Regions from separate parts of the Mus musculus genome. Here all the other regions are linked to region 2. Evidence: chromatin contacts called from public HiChIP or PLAC-seq and Micro-C data. All regions are on one chromosome and are shown on one strand. Each heading gives the region's core, a stretch centred on a gene start, on an enhancer-like site or on the middle of the called end of the contact. The rest is flanking DNA. Distances are from core to core; before and after follow the strand shown. Region 1 holds the start of Ap1m1 (adaptor-related protein complex AP-1, mu subunit 1). Region 2 holds the start of Large1 (LARGE xylosyl- and glucuronyltransferase 1). Region 3 has its middle 370 kb from the start of Isx.

The links. A called contact is a pair of places that touch in the nucleus more often than the background predicts. HiChIP or PLAC-seq counts read pairs in DNA pulled down with a chosen protein or histone mark.
Region 1: a Micro-C map of embryonic stem cells shows a contact between it and region 2, with 6 times the contacts expected there. The contact joins the promoter of Ap1m1 here to the promoter of Large1 in region 2.
Region 3: a contact with region 2 is called in an H3K4me3 HiChIP or PLAC-seq map of neural tube, with 9 times the contacts expected there. The contact joins the enhancer-like site here to the promoter of Large1 in region 2. A contact is called at or near these places in 11 of 39 promoter capture datasets (3T3-L1-derived adipocytes, the C10 cell line, cranial neural crest and 7 more), 7 of 115 datasets of contacts at active chromatin or transcription factors (VIP interneurons, embryonic limb bud, embryonic stem cells and 3 more) and 1 of 9 other capture datasets (embryonic stem cells).

The regions. Positions count from the first base shown.
Region 1 is chr8:72,238,595-72,241,438 of GRCm38.p6, forward strand. It overlaps Ap1m1 (adaptor-related protein complex AP-1, mu subunit 1), which reads left to right and starts at 1,424. Exons shown (of 12, transcript NM_007456.5): 1 at 1,424-1,649. The coding sequence starts at 1,608.
Region 2 is chr8:73,352,063-73,354,813 of GRCm38.p6, forward strand. Large1 (LARGE xylosyl- and glucuronyltransferase 1) reads right to left here and starts at 1,478. Exons shown (of 15, transcript NM_010687.2): 1 at 404-1,478.
Region 3 is chr8:74,499,493-74,502,192 of GRCm38.p6, forward strand. No RefSeq gene overlaps it. Among named protein-coding and RNA genes, the nearest start is that of Isx, 370 kb to the right of the region's middle. Within about 2 kb of position 1,424, at least 6 of the 459 cell types and tissues checked have an H3K27ac peak or open chromatin away from gene starts, as enhancers often do. A contact at or near this core is called in neural tube, where this site is marked.

The DNA.
Region 1 (2,844 bases), core at 174-2,673, 1.1 Mb before region 2:
AGATTGTTCTCGGAACACTCCTAAACTTTTCACCCCAAAACTCCTCACCCTAAAGTTCGAAAAAACTGTTCCAAGAACATTTTTGAGATAAAGGCCTCCTGACGTAGATTCCTTGATAGGACATGACTCCTTAGTTACCTAGATTCCTTTGGCAGAACTCCCTAGTGATGTAAACTTGTACTTTTCCTGCCCAGTTCTCCCCCTTTGAGTTTTACTATATAAGCCTGTGAAAAATTTTGGCTGACTGTCGAGACTCCTCTACCCTGTGCTAAGGTGTATGAGTTTCGACCCCAGAGCTCTGTGTGCTTTCATGTTGCTGCTTTATTTCGACCCCAGAGCTCTGGTCTGTGTGCTTTCATGTCGCTGCTTTATTAAATCTTACCTTCTACATTTTATGTATGGTCTCAGTGTCTTCTTGGGTACGCGGCTGTCCCGGGACTTAAGTGTCTGAGTAAGGGTCTCCCTTCGGGAATCTTTCACTATGTGTCACACAAGTAAAAAACCACACAAAGTAAAAAACAAAAAAAAGCCCTTGGGGCGGGGAGGAGTGTTGATGGGCTCCTTTGATCTCTCGGTGGCAGAAAGGTGGTTAAGAATGGCAGAATTTGCCGGGCGGTGGTGGCGCACGCCTTTAATCCCAGCACTTGGGAAGCAGAGGCAGGTTTATTTCTGAGTTCAAGGCCAGCCTGGTCTACAAAGTGAGTTCCAGGACAGCCAGGACTATACAGAGAAACCCTGTCTCGAAAAAAGAAGAATGGCAGAATTAAAATTTAATCAGCCTTACTTTGGTTTTGTTTTTTTGAGACAGGGTTTCTCTGTATAGTCCTGGCTGTCCTGGAATTCACTTTGTAGACCAAGCTGGCCTCGAACTCAGAAATCCGCCTGTCTCTGCTTCCAGAGTGCTGGGATTAAAGGCGTGCGCTAGCTACCACGCCCGGCTCAGCCTTACTGTGAATTAGGCACAGGCTAAGTTACACACGTGCTACCCTGGGTTCACTGGGGCAAGACGGGTGAAGCCCAGTCAGTTGAGAGGTTGACAGTGACAAGTGATTGCTGATAAGGCTGGATTGCCATTGGGAGACTGACTTCCTTTAAGCGCCACCTAACGGCGAGTCACAGTCAGTGACGGGATATTAGTTTACTTGACTTCTGCAGAAAGCAAGGCTGTCTCGAAAAAACAAAAAAAGAAAAAGAAAAAAAAAGGCTCAACTCCAAATCGGTTCCGCTTTCAGCGTCTTCTCACAGCAACAGGCTTGGAAGCGTCCACCTTCATTCCACAGCTAGTCCTTCAGGTACAAGGAGTAATGACAAAGCTGCCCCGCCCTGGTCCTCCAGGCCCCGCTCTTCAGGAAGGCCACGCCCCCTGACTTCCGGCCCGTTTGAGCTATGGGTGAAAAATACTGCCAAAAAGTTCCTACTGCGCTTGCACTCAGTTACGCGCCTGCGCACTTGCGGCTCCCTTCAGACCGGACATAACGGTCCACGCGCTGCTTCATGGACCGGAAGTGGAGGGGAAGTGTCTCGGGGCGCGCCGGGCCTTGCTGAACGCCCGCAGTTCCTGCCGTTGCCGCCGCCCTCGGCTACTGCCGAGACCTTCCAAAGCCGCCATGTCCGCCAGCGCCGTCTACGTACTGGATCTGAAGGGCAAGGTACTGAAGGGTTCGCCACCCTCCGCGTTGCCAGGCAACCAACGGGCCCTCGCCCTGTCAGGACCCACCCTGTTGCTAGGCAACTGGCCGACCAGCCCAGCTAGGGCGTCAGGCAGGCGGGGCAGCCTCACTTGCCAGCCCTACCAAGTTACTAGGAAATGGGCGGTGGTCTTTCCGCGAGTCCCGCCCCATTGCTAGCCAACTTGGTGGGCTGCGGTTGCTAGGTAACTGTCCGCTTTGCCCCTTTCCCTTTTTGTTCGCCTGGGTACCGGACTCTAGCTTCTCCTGCGAACTCCTGTAGCAGGACCCTGCGCCCCGGGGACCGTGCGACCCTTGGCCAGAGGCGTGGCGGGAACTATGGCCTTAGGTCGGTCCCTCGCTCCACAGGCTTCAGCGTTCCCTAGAGCCACTGAGCTTCCTATGACATTAAGAGAAGCGGATGATAAAAGTGTGGTTTTAAGAAGGGCGTGGTGGCGCACGCCTTTAATCCCAGCACTCGGGAGGCAGTCAGGCGGATTTCTGAGTTCGAGGCCAGCCTGGTCTACAAAGTGAGTTCCAGGACAGACAGGGCTATACAGAGAAACCCTGCCTCGAAAAACAAAAACAAACAAAAGTGTGGTTTTAGAGGGGGAAACAGTGCCTAGAGTCACACTGATTACTGGGAAGTAGCGGCCTGGAAGCATCCTCGCCAGGCAGGTGCTAAGCCCAGGGCCACCGTGGGTTAGCCTAATCTGTCATAGCTCAACTTAGTCACTTGGAAAAAACAGAAATAGATGAATACCTATTGGGGCCATGTCTTCATAATGGACTAGCAGCTGCAACTGAAGAATCAGGGAGAGCTATCCTGACTGGGAATAACAAAGACTGCTGAGACATGAAGGCCCTGCACAGAAACAGGACCCTGGCATCTTGCCCAGCGTTATCTGAGAAAGAAATCTTCATTTGTGTGTTTCTGCGGGTGTGTGGAGGAAGGAGACCCCTGCTACTCTTACATGGGCTCTTGTTATCGAACTCGGGTCACTAGACTGATTGAGCTAGGCTGCCTGAACCGTTAAAACGCATGGATCTGCCTGTCTGTACTTCCCAGCAGAATCTGACTTTTTCCCTCTCTTGGTTTTATGAGACAAGTTTTCTCTGTGTAGCTCTGGCTGTCCTGGAACTCACTCTGTAGACCAGGCTGGCCTTGAATTTAGAG
Region 2 (2,751 bases), core at 228-2,727:
GGCCTCTTTTCAACCTATTGGAAAGTTCTCTGGGCATCCCATCATAAAAGGCAGGTGAACGTCGAAGAAAAGCAGGAAGGGTCCCAGGGTGGCGGGAAAACAATACCTCCAGGTGTTACTAAGAACCTGCCCCCTACACACACACACCAACTCGCTCTTGCCTATCAATATCTTGTACACCTAAGAGCATGTCAGGCCCTGAGACAGATCCTGGGGACACTAGAGATTGGGGTCTTCCACCTCCTGCTTTTCCGGGACTCAAAGCCAAGTCAGAAACGGTGTGCCCATCCTTTTTACTAGCATCCTAAGCACACCGGGTACCAGCCACAGGTTTGGATAAGTTGTCCAGCATTGCTCACTAAAGCGTTCCCACGATGGTTCTCTCGCACATCAGGGCTCTTACCTTGGCCTTGACTACATCCAGGCAGAGGTACACTCCGAAAGAGCTGAACCGCGTGGTGCCACTGACGCCTACTAAGTGCAGTGGGTCCTGGTGGAGATCCCAGCTGGAGCTGTTCTAACCCGACCGACCGACGGTGCCAAGCACAGACTTCGGGACAGCCTTGGGCTCCAAATATCAATAGGAAAGGTCCGCCTTGCCGGGACTGAGCACTCTCCCTTCTTTCTCCTCCTCCGAGGCGGCTGCCGAGAGCTGCTCTACGCCAGAAGGACTCTTCCAAGCCCTGGGCGCCTCGCATGGGCAAGGGCCTGGGGGCCGCCCTGGGTTGGATCCGGGAAACCAGCGCCAGGAAGAAACGGGGAGCCGCAGCTCTGCCGGCTTCACCTTCCGCGCCCCTGACCGCTTAACCCCTTCAGGGCAGGGCCTGCCCGCAACCGGCCCGGCCAGGCAAGTACACCGGCAGCCCCAGCCACGGAGAAGAGGCGAGGCAGGAGGCAGGAGGCTGGAGGCAGCTCAGCCGGACCGAGAGACCAGCGTGGCGAACGAGCACTGGGACCGACCGTAGCTGCTTGCGGTGACCCTCCCCCCCACCCCCCGGGCCTGCGCCGCCCGCCCGCGGCTCCGCGAGAAGCGGGCGCTGAAGAGGGCCTCGCCCGGGCCTGGGGCGCGGGACCGGGGGCGCGGGGCCGGGATAGATGCTCCTTGGAAGGTCACGGCCGCCGGGGCGCCGCGAGCGGGACGCAGCCCGATGGGTGCGGGGAGCCCGGGCGGGCAGCCCCCGCCGCCACCTTGGAGACGCGCCGGCTTCCCGGAGCGCTCAGGTTTGGAGCCGCTCGTCCGCTGCAGACGCTGTGGGCAGCCTGGAGCCGCGAACGGACAGGCGCGCGATCCCCGCTTCCCGCGCGGGGCCGGGAGAGAATCGCTGTGCGGGGACCGGCGTGGGAGCGCGCTGGCGGGCGCTGGTGTTGGAGCTCCAGGCTAGTCCAGCCGCCGCCGCGTGCTTAGAGCGTCGGGCTCGTTCGGCAGCTGCAGTGACTGTGTGTCTGTGTCATGTCTGTGCAGCTGGGGGGCGAGGGGGAAGGACCGCGATCCTGGGCTGGGTTCCGAGCGGGGGCGGGACCGGAGCCCGCCTCGGGGCCACGCCTCCTCCCCGTGATCGCATGGACAGCCAATGGGTAGCGCCAGGAATGTGCGTCTCTAGTGCCCGCCCTGCCTAGGCTACGCCTACGACCAAGCGCCTCCCTCCGCTCCTTGGTTCATTGGAACGCAGGCGGATGAAACACCCGGAGCCCGGAGCCCGGGCCGGGTCTCGGGAAAAGGGTGCTAGCTGGAGCTCCCCGCCCTTCTTTCCCGGACTCCGGCTACCCCAGATTTGGATGAAAGAGAGTGAAGAGAGGCGGGTTGAGTTCGCAATTGTTGCTTCCGGTTTGCGAGCAGGGTGGGTCACCGTGCCACTCCTTTTACAAAATAACGGTTTGGGGGGAAGTAGGAAGTTTACCCTGCTTTTCCTTCGGTTGGGAACGCGGCTCTCCCCTAGGTTGACCGGTCATGGGGCAGCCAGAGCTGTGAAGAGGCCCGATTTGAGCGGTTTGACATCATCTTGCTTGGATTCTGGATCCAAGAATCCTGTGCAAGACTCTGGTCCCCCTCACCAGAGGAAACTACATTTTTGTGTCCATATATACACGCATAGATGCACCTCCTTTCTAATTTTACTCTTGCTCAGAGCCCCGCTTTCAACGTCCACTAAAGGGACATCTAAGCCTCCGGATGTTGATGAGGAAGGTGAGGATGCGGAGAGTCCGCCCGGACTGCGGAAGGAGCGGAAAGATTTGGTTATAGTAAAGGGGATGGGATGTCCCTTGGGAGAATACCCTCCCTTGAGGCTGAAGCAGAGCCTGGGTGAGAAAGAGGACCAGAGCGGACGGTCTACTCCCACTGGAAGACGGAGCTCCGAAACTGCGATCCAGCTTCCGGGTTTTTTCCTCAACTAGGTCCCTTGGCTTCTGGGGGCCCCTTCCCCCAGAGTCCCCACCTCCCCCAATCCGTAGGAGCCACTGAATCTCTGTCTTCCCCTGCGCTTATCTCCTCCGGCAGCCCACCCACTGTCTTTTAATGGCTGGGGAGGATGGAGAGAGGTGGGATGCCTTAGAAAGGGCTTCCTATCTCGGGACTCTGAGCTGACTATCTTACCCGAGGTGGAGCATCACTCTAATCTCGCATTCGAAGATCCAGCTCCTCTCTGATCCCATCCCTCATCCCCAGCTCTGGCCTTGATACCTACACCCTTGGACCGTCCTTTGACCTGCTCGACACTCTCGGCTTCCCTGCGTTCTCTAGAAGCCAGGACC
Region 3 (2,700 bases), core at 174-2,673, 1.1 Mb after region 2:
AAAGAAAGCTTGAGCATCAAAAGCTTTCACCTTTACATTCATCCAGGATAGCAGCAAGAGGGGTGGTACCACTCATGTTCAGGGTTAAGCCTTCCTTTCTCAGTTAAATCTCTACAGAAAGCCCTCACAGGCAAAACCAAATGGTTGTTTCCTAGGTGATTCTAAATCTACCAAACTGAAAAACAACATTAAGCATAACCTGTGGGTAACTTCTAATGAGTAGCAAGATTGCCACTCAATATAATTACTGCATAGTTAGAGGCTGGAACTCCCAGTCAGTCAGAAACCTGCCACTGACTATTTTGTTATGGTTTTCATACTTACAGCCTTTGTAGCCTTCTTAAGCCCCATGTATAAACCTAGACAACATCTTCAGTAGGAAAACATCCAATCCCACGAGCATTAGGCAAGCCTAATTGGAATACCCAGGCTTCCTGACACCCTTCATATCTGGACATTGTTTCCAGTAGGTTACATGTACAAAGGCTCCTTCATAACCTAAAAATAAAAATAAAATAAAATGAAGCTCCTCCCTCATAATAAATTGCTGTATTTAATATTGAACCAAGTGTAATGAGCAAAATATATGATGTCCTTAGAGATGCTTTCAAATCATTATTCAAAACAACATCTGGTGACTATGCACATGTATCAAATAACAACCATGAATTTGTGAGAAACTAGATCTATATGTTCAATAGATAATCCTAAATCATTCAAGGCTGTGAGAATCCCCTTTTAAAAAGATATTTGTAGGTTCCAAGCAATGCCTGACCTCCAGTTGGAAACCACAGCATTAAAATATCTTTACAACCTCCATAGCAATGAAATCTCTAATTTTTATGGTATAGCTCATGCAGTAAAGCTTTATGGACATGGGTCTTCAGAGTAAGAAGACTGTTTACAGAGTCTTCAGTGAACCAAGATCTGTGTCTCATAGGAAAAGCAGGGAAGCTCACGCCAGGACTTGAACAGCAAGAAATTTTGATTTTAAGCCATGTCCAGGAACTAGCATGGCTTGAGAATCTTTTCCTTCCTCTAGCAGCTGAGCTCTTAGCCCACCGACTGAGTGATGCTTAACCCCCCATGCTCCTCACCCCCCACTGCTTTACTTTTGACCCTTTCCCAGCCCATATGCTCCACCTGGCACAAGATTTCAGGTTCCAGGGTAAGGGGTGATTTGTCTTTCTACAAAACAAATACACTCAAAGGGAGAAGAGAAGCAAGTAATAAATAATCTCAAAGTGGAAAGCTACTGTGGAAGTTTGGAGCCAAGAGAGAAAAACAAAAACAAACCCCCAAGAAAACATAAAAGTTCAGGATGATTTATTTCATAATTTAAAACCCAAAACCGCCTTTGGGTGGTAGGACTTGTTTGCTCAGTTTTACCCTGGAGTGGATCATATATAGCTAAGTTATATACCCTTGGAAAAAGCTGGGCTTTTTCTAGTGGGAGCACTAAGATGTCATTAAGCCCAGCACTGTGTGGCTGTGCCAGAATCAAATGTCCTTTGAAATTGAGAGCAGCAGCAAGAAAGCCTCAGGGCTATGCTAAGATTCCCACAGTCTTACCGAGGAGGTGGCAGGGAAAAAAAAAATGGAAGGTGAGGAAATCACTTTGAGCTTAGGAGCAGAGCACAAGAGAGATAAGGACAAAGATTATAAGTTGAGGGTTTGCTGGGCAATGGGACAGAGGAGTACAATACTTATGGTATTGAATAAATTGAATTTTGTTTTCCAGTGTGATACATACTGAGTGCAACCACAACAAGCCCAAACATGTATCAGTTATCCACAGGCACAACAACACAACATAACAAACAGCTCCAAACATGAGGGACAAAGAGATAGTAAACAGCGTGTGTTTGTTTGTTTGTTTGTTTGTTTGTTTGTTCATCTTACAAGTCTAGAAGTCTGTTTGGGCTGTGCTTAGCTGGTTTTCCCTTCATGTCTTGGTCCTGTGGTGAGTCACTGGGGATTGGCGATCTACAAAACTTTCATTCACATTGTTTGGACATTGGCTTGCTACCAATGCAGGAGGGTTTCCTGGGCTTGTAAGGCAGTGATGGCAATATTCCCAGAATATAGTGGAAATAGAAAAAGCTGAGTCTGATGGCCAGCCTGGATTCAAACAACAGAAAAATAGGTCCTATCTCTTGTCAAGAGGAGATGAAGAGGCAGTTGGCCATAGACACAGGTGTAGAGAGAACTCAGGGACGGGGGTGCATTTTCCCATCAATATCCCAAAAGAACAGCCTAACTGTCATTGACACAGAGGAGAAGAGACCTTTCTTTATCTGTGGATCACAGGTTGAAGGTGAAGATCTGTTTATTAGAAGGCAGAGACCATCTCACAAGAAAAGAATGAAACAGTCCAAGCTGTCCATTGATAAAGTGGTTAATAACCAATATTTTGACATAATAATAACTACTAATGTTAATTGGCTGCTTGTAATGCTGCTGGAGATTACAGAAACTGATCATCCCAACAATGCTTGGAAGTTCCCAGTAAGCATGTGGTACTGAGAAAAGCTGCCTGGCTGAGAGCACAGTACTTCCAAATTGTGAGCCCAGGTATTCAGCCAGTACCAACTGGAGCATGAAATGTTGTTTTCTAGTTTTCCATCACACCAAATCAGGTGATGGAAAAACTAGCAATAATCTTGTCTAATTATGGGGTTGGTTAGTTCTGACTTCCAC